Regions from separate parts of the Zea mays genome. Here region 1 is linked to region 2. Evidence: chromatin contacts called from public Hi-C data. All regions are on one chromosome and are shown on one strand. Each heading gives the region's core, a stretch centred on a gene start, on an enhancer-like site or on the middle of the called end of the contact. The rest is flanking DNA. Distances are from core to core; before and after follow the strand shown. Region 1 holds the start of LOC100191730 (IAA-amino acid hydrolase ILR1-like 6). Region 2 holds the start of LOC100274986.

Region 1 (3,031 bases), core at 213-2,712, 240 kb before region 2:
CGCTCCTATATTCTACGCCAAATATCTAAAAGAGACTCGACGTGAGCAGGATTGTTAAAATATAATATAAATGAATTATTCAGCTCCCATCACCTTAAGTTTTTTAGGTTAAATTGGTTGGTGAATGCAACTTAATAAAAGTAATCATGGTGCGTTGCTAACCTAAGTATCGTGGTACATTAGCACAGTGCAAGTTTGTTCTGAATATAGGAGTATTTAGGAGGTGTTTGGCTTGAAAAAAAACTAATCCATTATAGATAAGGTGGTACATCATGAGTTTATTTCAAAAGCAAATTGGTGGAATGAATGTATTCCTCGTATTATTAATAATTATTAATCTACGAGAAATGAAATAACGATGGATCAACACATTTAATTTCACAAACCAAACAAGAAAGTGAGAGTAAAAAAGACGACGGACTACCTCTTTCCTTTTCCTTAAACCAAACATATTAATAAACCAAAAACCATGGTGTGCGCCATCTCATCTCATCCAACGCACAGAGGGCGGCCGGTGTGTCTGTGTGTTATAGCAACCGCATGAGCTGAATTGTGCAGGGATTTCGTGGCTCGCGTGGGGGACCATTTGAATCGTCAAGGAAATAATTGTTTTGCCGCGCCTCCGAATGACGTCTCTTCTTCTCGCCCGTCTCAGATTTCGAAAAACGGGTTCGAATCAGACGAAGAGAGATCGAGAATACTAGTTCGTTGAAGGGTTGCTACGCGCATGGGGGTGGTGAGCATCACGAACGTACGTACGTCCATGCCGGCACACGCTGACACGCACGCACGCACGCGCACGTACCTGGATGGGCAGCGCGTCCATGTCGGCCCGGAGCGCGACGACGGGCGGGCGGCCGGTGCCGAGCGTGGCGACGACGCCGGTGCGCGCGACGGGGTGGCGGAACCCGACGCCCAGCGCGCCCAGCTCGTCGCGGACCAGGCGGCTGGTCTCCACCTCCTCGTACGCCAGCTCGGGGCGCTCGTGGATCCGGCGCCGCACCGAGCGCAGCCACGCCGCCAGCTCGGGCCGCCCCGCCAGCCCCGCGATCTCCTCCCTCCACGGCGCCCCCACGCCGTAGCGCTGGCGCCGGTGCTGGTGCCTCCCGCTCGCGTTCGCGGTCGCGGCGCCCTTCCCCCCGCCGCCGCGCATCATCGCGCGCTCCACGGCGCCCAGGATCGCGTCCTCCTCCAGGAACGCCGCGCCGGCGGCGCCCGTCACGGGGATCACCGCCAGCGCCAGCAGCAGCAGCAGCAGCGCCGCGTGGCCGCCGCGGTCCATGGCCGTATGAGACTGGCGAAGCGATGGGCGCCTGGGCTGAGGTGCTGCGCCGGAGCAGGCTGGTGCTGGAGCGGCAGCGGCGGCAAAATGGAGGGAGGTGGAGGAATGGCGGGGATTAAATTGCGCGGCCAGGCCGGGCGACGGCAGTGGCTGATTTTTTTTCCGCGCGTCGTCTAGGTGGGGGCTCTCCCTGTCTGCGGCTGCCAGTGTCACCTTTCCGATTCAATTCGGCTCGTGGCGGAATCATTGTAAACCACTCGACCCTACTGGCATTATTAGCGCCGGGACGGGCCCGCGCTGACAGTGACGCATCAGTGGGCGACGCCTAGTGGTAACGCCTGTGACGCCCCTCCCTGATAGATTTGTGTAGCGTCCCATGTTGCGACCAACCGTCAGCATTCATCCAGTGGCATTCTGCTGTCGTGTAGTAATCTTGTAGTAGGGTACTTGGTACTCAGCTCAACTCAGGCCTTTTTTTTCTTGTGGGAGCTGTCAGAATTCCAGTGATACTAATCCAGTAACACTAATCAATAATCATGGTAGCGTTTTTTTCTAATAATATCCAAAAAGAAATGTTCGTCTCGGCAAAAGAAAAGCACAGCGCCAGGTGCAGCAGGCCACGGACGGTCTGGATTTGTTGCTCTGAGCGGCCGTAAGCCTGCAACTGCTGCGAATGACGGAGGCAGGTGACGTGTTTTTTTTTTTTTGAAAGCTCGGGTCACAGGTGACTAGGTGAGGCAAGCGGATGATGTAGGCGGTGGCGCAGGCAGGCGCAGCACAGCTCGGCGTGCACTGACGGCTTTTCAGCATTCAAGCCTGATGAATACTCAATTCTCAAGTACAGTGCGGTGCGGTGTGGAGGCCACGAATGTCTCGCGACGGTGGGTTTATTCGGTTATTTTGGATGCACATCGATTGGAGGGAATTAATATGAATCAGAAAGATTTTTAATTTAATAAAGATTAAAATTCTCTCAATCCCTCTCAATTCATATGGATTGAAGTAGAACCGAACAAACCCGAAATAGTTTTTAAGGGGTAGTTTAGAAAACTTGATTTTTTTTCAAGCAATTTTTATTTTTTTTCAAAATAAAATAAACTAATTTTTTTCTGAAAAATGAAAATCCTATGAAAAAATTTAGGTTTCCAAACTAGTTTTAGAGTGCGTTCGTTTGTTCAGGATTGAGGCTAGGAATGATTCCACGTGATCAACGCTTATACAAATTAGGTAAACATTTCTGGTTAGATTGGTTCTAGGTTATAATTCCAGAACAAACAAACGAACACACCCTTAAGAGATTCATTGTTAATAACATAATCGTCTGCGTTCTTTCTTTCTGGCGGTAAAACATATACAGGCAAGCCAAGTTTTCTGATACTTAGTGTTTCCTGCCATAAATTTGCCAACACCGTTTATTTGTCTTGATAATTATTTGTCTTGATAAATGCATCCAACTCATGCTTTTTCTCTGGAATCCTGTGTCAAATAGATACTAGTAATATTTTTATAGATGAATTTACTATGCACAAGTAATTAAAGGTTGTTATAAGTTTGTCAACTATCCTATGTCTCTTTTCACCTTTTTTTGAACTACACCTATGTCTCTATAAACCAAACATCCCCTTCTACTACATACTTATTAAGGTCTTAGCTTAAATTACCGATGGGGCTTGAGAAACTTTCTATTGTTTTTTATCCGTTATATTTGTGTGAAGCGAATAAAAGACGTCATGTTAACACATATGAAAT
Region 2 (3,186 bases), core at 227-2,726:
ATTTCTGAAAGAAAAGCCTCGCTCACTCGCTGTCATGAGGCCCTCCCTTATACAATTTTACTTATTCCTTCCGTGGAAATATTGCACCTCCTAGTTCAAACAATTGAACATGAAAAGTGCAAAAAAAGAGCATGGGGCTCTTGTTAAGTATGCGTTCGTTTGTACCCTAGCGAAGTTGTACAGGTGTGTATGTAAATCTTTGGAAAGAAAAGGCTCACAGCTATGAGCTTCCCTCTTCTTATCTGAAACCTATAGCACTCAAGTTCAATTGCAGGAACAGTGAAAGCACTTTGAAGGCATATTCAGCTATCAATTAATTCACAAACATTTCTAGAACTAGGTGTACAGATGCACGTATTTAAAAGATTGTTGTATAGATAGCATAATTGAGGAAGAAAGATGGACTTCGCTGTTTTTTAAAAAAAAAATAATCTGTGAAGGGGGACAAGATATACCATTCTTCAGAATTTTAGCTTACTGTTATTGCTCTGAGAGGGGGCAATTTATGAATCAGCGGTGTTCGTAATCTAACTTAAAGCATAGTCGGTATTGTTTGATTCCAGTTTTGGTTCCCTCCTCCGTCCACAACAATATGATGCGTAAGCCTACATGGTTTCCAGCAGTCCTAGAGCAACCACAGCAGCACAATGGTGGAAGCAAGACCATAAGCAATGCACACTTCCCCAGATTACAAAATCCTAACAGCCCGACAATTTTCACAATGCACAACGCCTAACACCAGCAAGCCCTAGCAAAAAAAAAAAAGCACAGCACCAACCTCTAACGCAAATGTCAACAGTCGCGGTTGCCGGCTGCTGCCTTCCGGTGGTCGCCCTCGCCCAGAAAGGAAGAACGCGCGCGAATCCATGAGGAACGGGAGGGGCCGCTCCGTCACGGCCAGTGGCTGTGCGGGCGGGGAGGCCGCCGCGGCCGGGGAAGGCGTCGCGGGCGTTCACCGCGATCCATGTTCACAGGTAGATGGGCCTTTTCTGGGCTAACACTTCCCGTTCTTACCGGCCCGTTTCACCCCCTGAGCAGGCGGCCAGGCGCGCTCGCGTATAAGCGCAACCCCGGCAGCCGCTGCCCGCGGCGCCTTCTCTTCTCGCCGCCCAAGCCGGAAACGGAAGACCGAGGAGATGGAACCGAGCGGCACAGGCCGTTGCAAGTTCTTGGAGGCTCCCAAACCTGGGTCGTCGATCAGGAAGTTCCAGTGATGCGTGTTGTTTCGGCAGTACTATGCTGTAGAAACTAGAAAATAGAGCGTCCGGTTTGGGGGGCCTTGTTCTTTGGCATCTGGATCTGAAACTGGCAGGAACTGTTTGCTGAGATTGGAATTTCCCCCCTCCCCTCTCTGCTGCAGCTGCCTTTGCAGACGTACAGATATTTACATGTTCACGTTCAGTAGCATGCATCCAAGACTGGCAACAGATCCTCCCATCAACCTCGTCGGCACTTGTTTGTATAATATATATAGGGGCAGGCAGGCCGGATGAACCAGCAGATGCCCATCCCCGCTCCTGCTTCTTCCCAGACCACGGCATGATCTCATATTGCGTTACTTGCGCCTGTGTACATATGTGGCCAGAGCCCAGGGGCATGGGCGCATACCAACGTCAAATATATAAAAACGGAGGGAGTATGCACTAGTAACGTGTCCAGTGATCCAATCATACGCTGCATACAACAATTCAGATCAGATGCGGCTGATGCCTCATCTCATCTAGGGCCTTTGTTTCGGATTCTGGCAGCTTCTGGCCACCAAAAGCTGTTACGGACTGTCAAACGTTTAACTTTTCAGGCAGCTTCTATAAAATTTATTGGGACAAAAACCATCAAAAATTAACATAAACACATAATCGGTTGAGTCGTTGTAACAGTAGGAATCCGTCACTTTCTAGATCCTGAGCCTTATGAATAACTTTATCTTCCTCCACACGTAATCGTAATGATACTCAGATTCTCCCCACATCCAGATTCTCTCCACAGCCAGATTTTTAGAAAAGCTGGTCAGAAAAAAGCTGAACCAAACAGACCCCTAATTTGCCGGCAGTGAAACTGTCGGTCAGGGACCGGACTAGGGGTGTTTGGCTGACCCGATAAAATTTATGAATTCTTTAGAAAAATATTGTTAAAGTTTAAGAAAATTTGTATCATGTATTAAATCTGGTCTTGCTGACTTCAACAATGTTGTTGGCTAGATTCGTCACGGCTGTCGGTACCCTATATAATTAGGTAGTGTCCATAGTCACGCGCGCGGACTCTGTTTGGTTCGCTACCTAACTCGCCACATTTTATCTAACTTTTCTTATTAAGATTAATTCTTTAACTCGAACGATTAATCTTAGTTAAAGTGTGACACAGTTAGCCACGAACTGTGGCAAAGGTAGCCGGAGCCCGTGCTCGCCGGCTGGGGGCAGGCCACGCGTAGCGCGGGGCGGTGGCGCCGCACGCCGCCGTACCGAAACCACCCATCGGGGCGCCGGGGAAAAGGAGCTCCGCTTTCCAGCCAAGAGGCACGGCTGTCTCTGGCTGATCCTCCGGCCCGTTTTTTTTTATTATTCTATCAAGGTGTAAGGCGTAAGGCGTGCACGCACGCACGGCGCCTTCCCACGCCGGCGAACAGAACAGATGTGTGGTGCGGTGGTCGCTTGACGAATGACTCCGTGCCTTTTTGGCGCCCTGTCTGTCTTTGTGCAATGATCTCTCTGCTCTGAAACTCAGCACAGCTGTGGTTCAGACTTTGGTTCCGTCCGAAGAAAAAACCGCTTTGAAACTCAGCGCAGAGCATGTTGGTGGCTGCAGCAGTGCAGCCTCCGTGCAGGTAGCGTTACGCAGCCTGACGGTTAGTGATTAGAACAGAACAGAGTACTACCGACCACCGTCATCAGAAGGGTTCTTTAATCCGTGTGTAAAACCAGTCTGAGGCGAAGTGGCCCACTGACATCTTCCCCTTCCCTTGCCTTCCGTGATTCCGTCGACGCCAACTAACCCCCGCTGGTTTTAGTTTTAGGCTTTTAGCTAGCGGCGTCATGCCAGTCGACGCAGTCAAAGATGCAGCACATGGCGCCCAGTTTGGGACGATGCGGGAAAAACAAAGGCAGGAAGCAGCACATGAGTTCCCACGGCAGGCACTCTAGAGTACATGCTAACGACGCCGCTTGCTACTACTCTAGAGTCTAGAGTACA

What was found. A called contact is a pair of places that touch in the nucleus more often than the background predicts.
Region 1: a contact with region 2 is called in a Hi-C map of tassel, with 3 times the contacts expected there. The contact joins the promoter of LOC100191730 here to the promoter of LOC100274986 in region 2. A contact is called at or near these places in 10 of 25 Hi-C or Micro-C datasets (bundle sheath, ear, endosperm and 3 more).

What each region holds. Positions count from the first base shown.
Region 1 is chr5:53,366,593-53,369,623 of Zm-B73-REFERENCE-NAM-5.0, reverse strand. It overlaps LOC100191730 (IAA-amino acid hydrolase ILR1-like 6), which reads right to left and starts at 1,462. Exons shown (of 3, transcript NM_001399189.1): 1 at 806-1,462. The coding sequence starts at 1,282.
Region 2 is chr5:53,129,974-53,133,159 of Zm-B73-REFERENCE-NAM-5.0, reverse strand. It overlaps LOC100274986, which reads right to left and starts at 1,476. Exons shown (of 4, transcript NM_001149214.2): 1 at 779-1,476. The coding sequence starts at 868.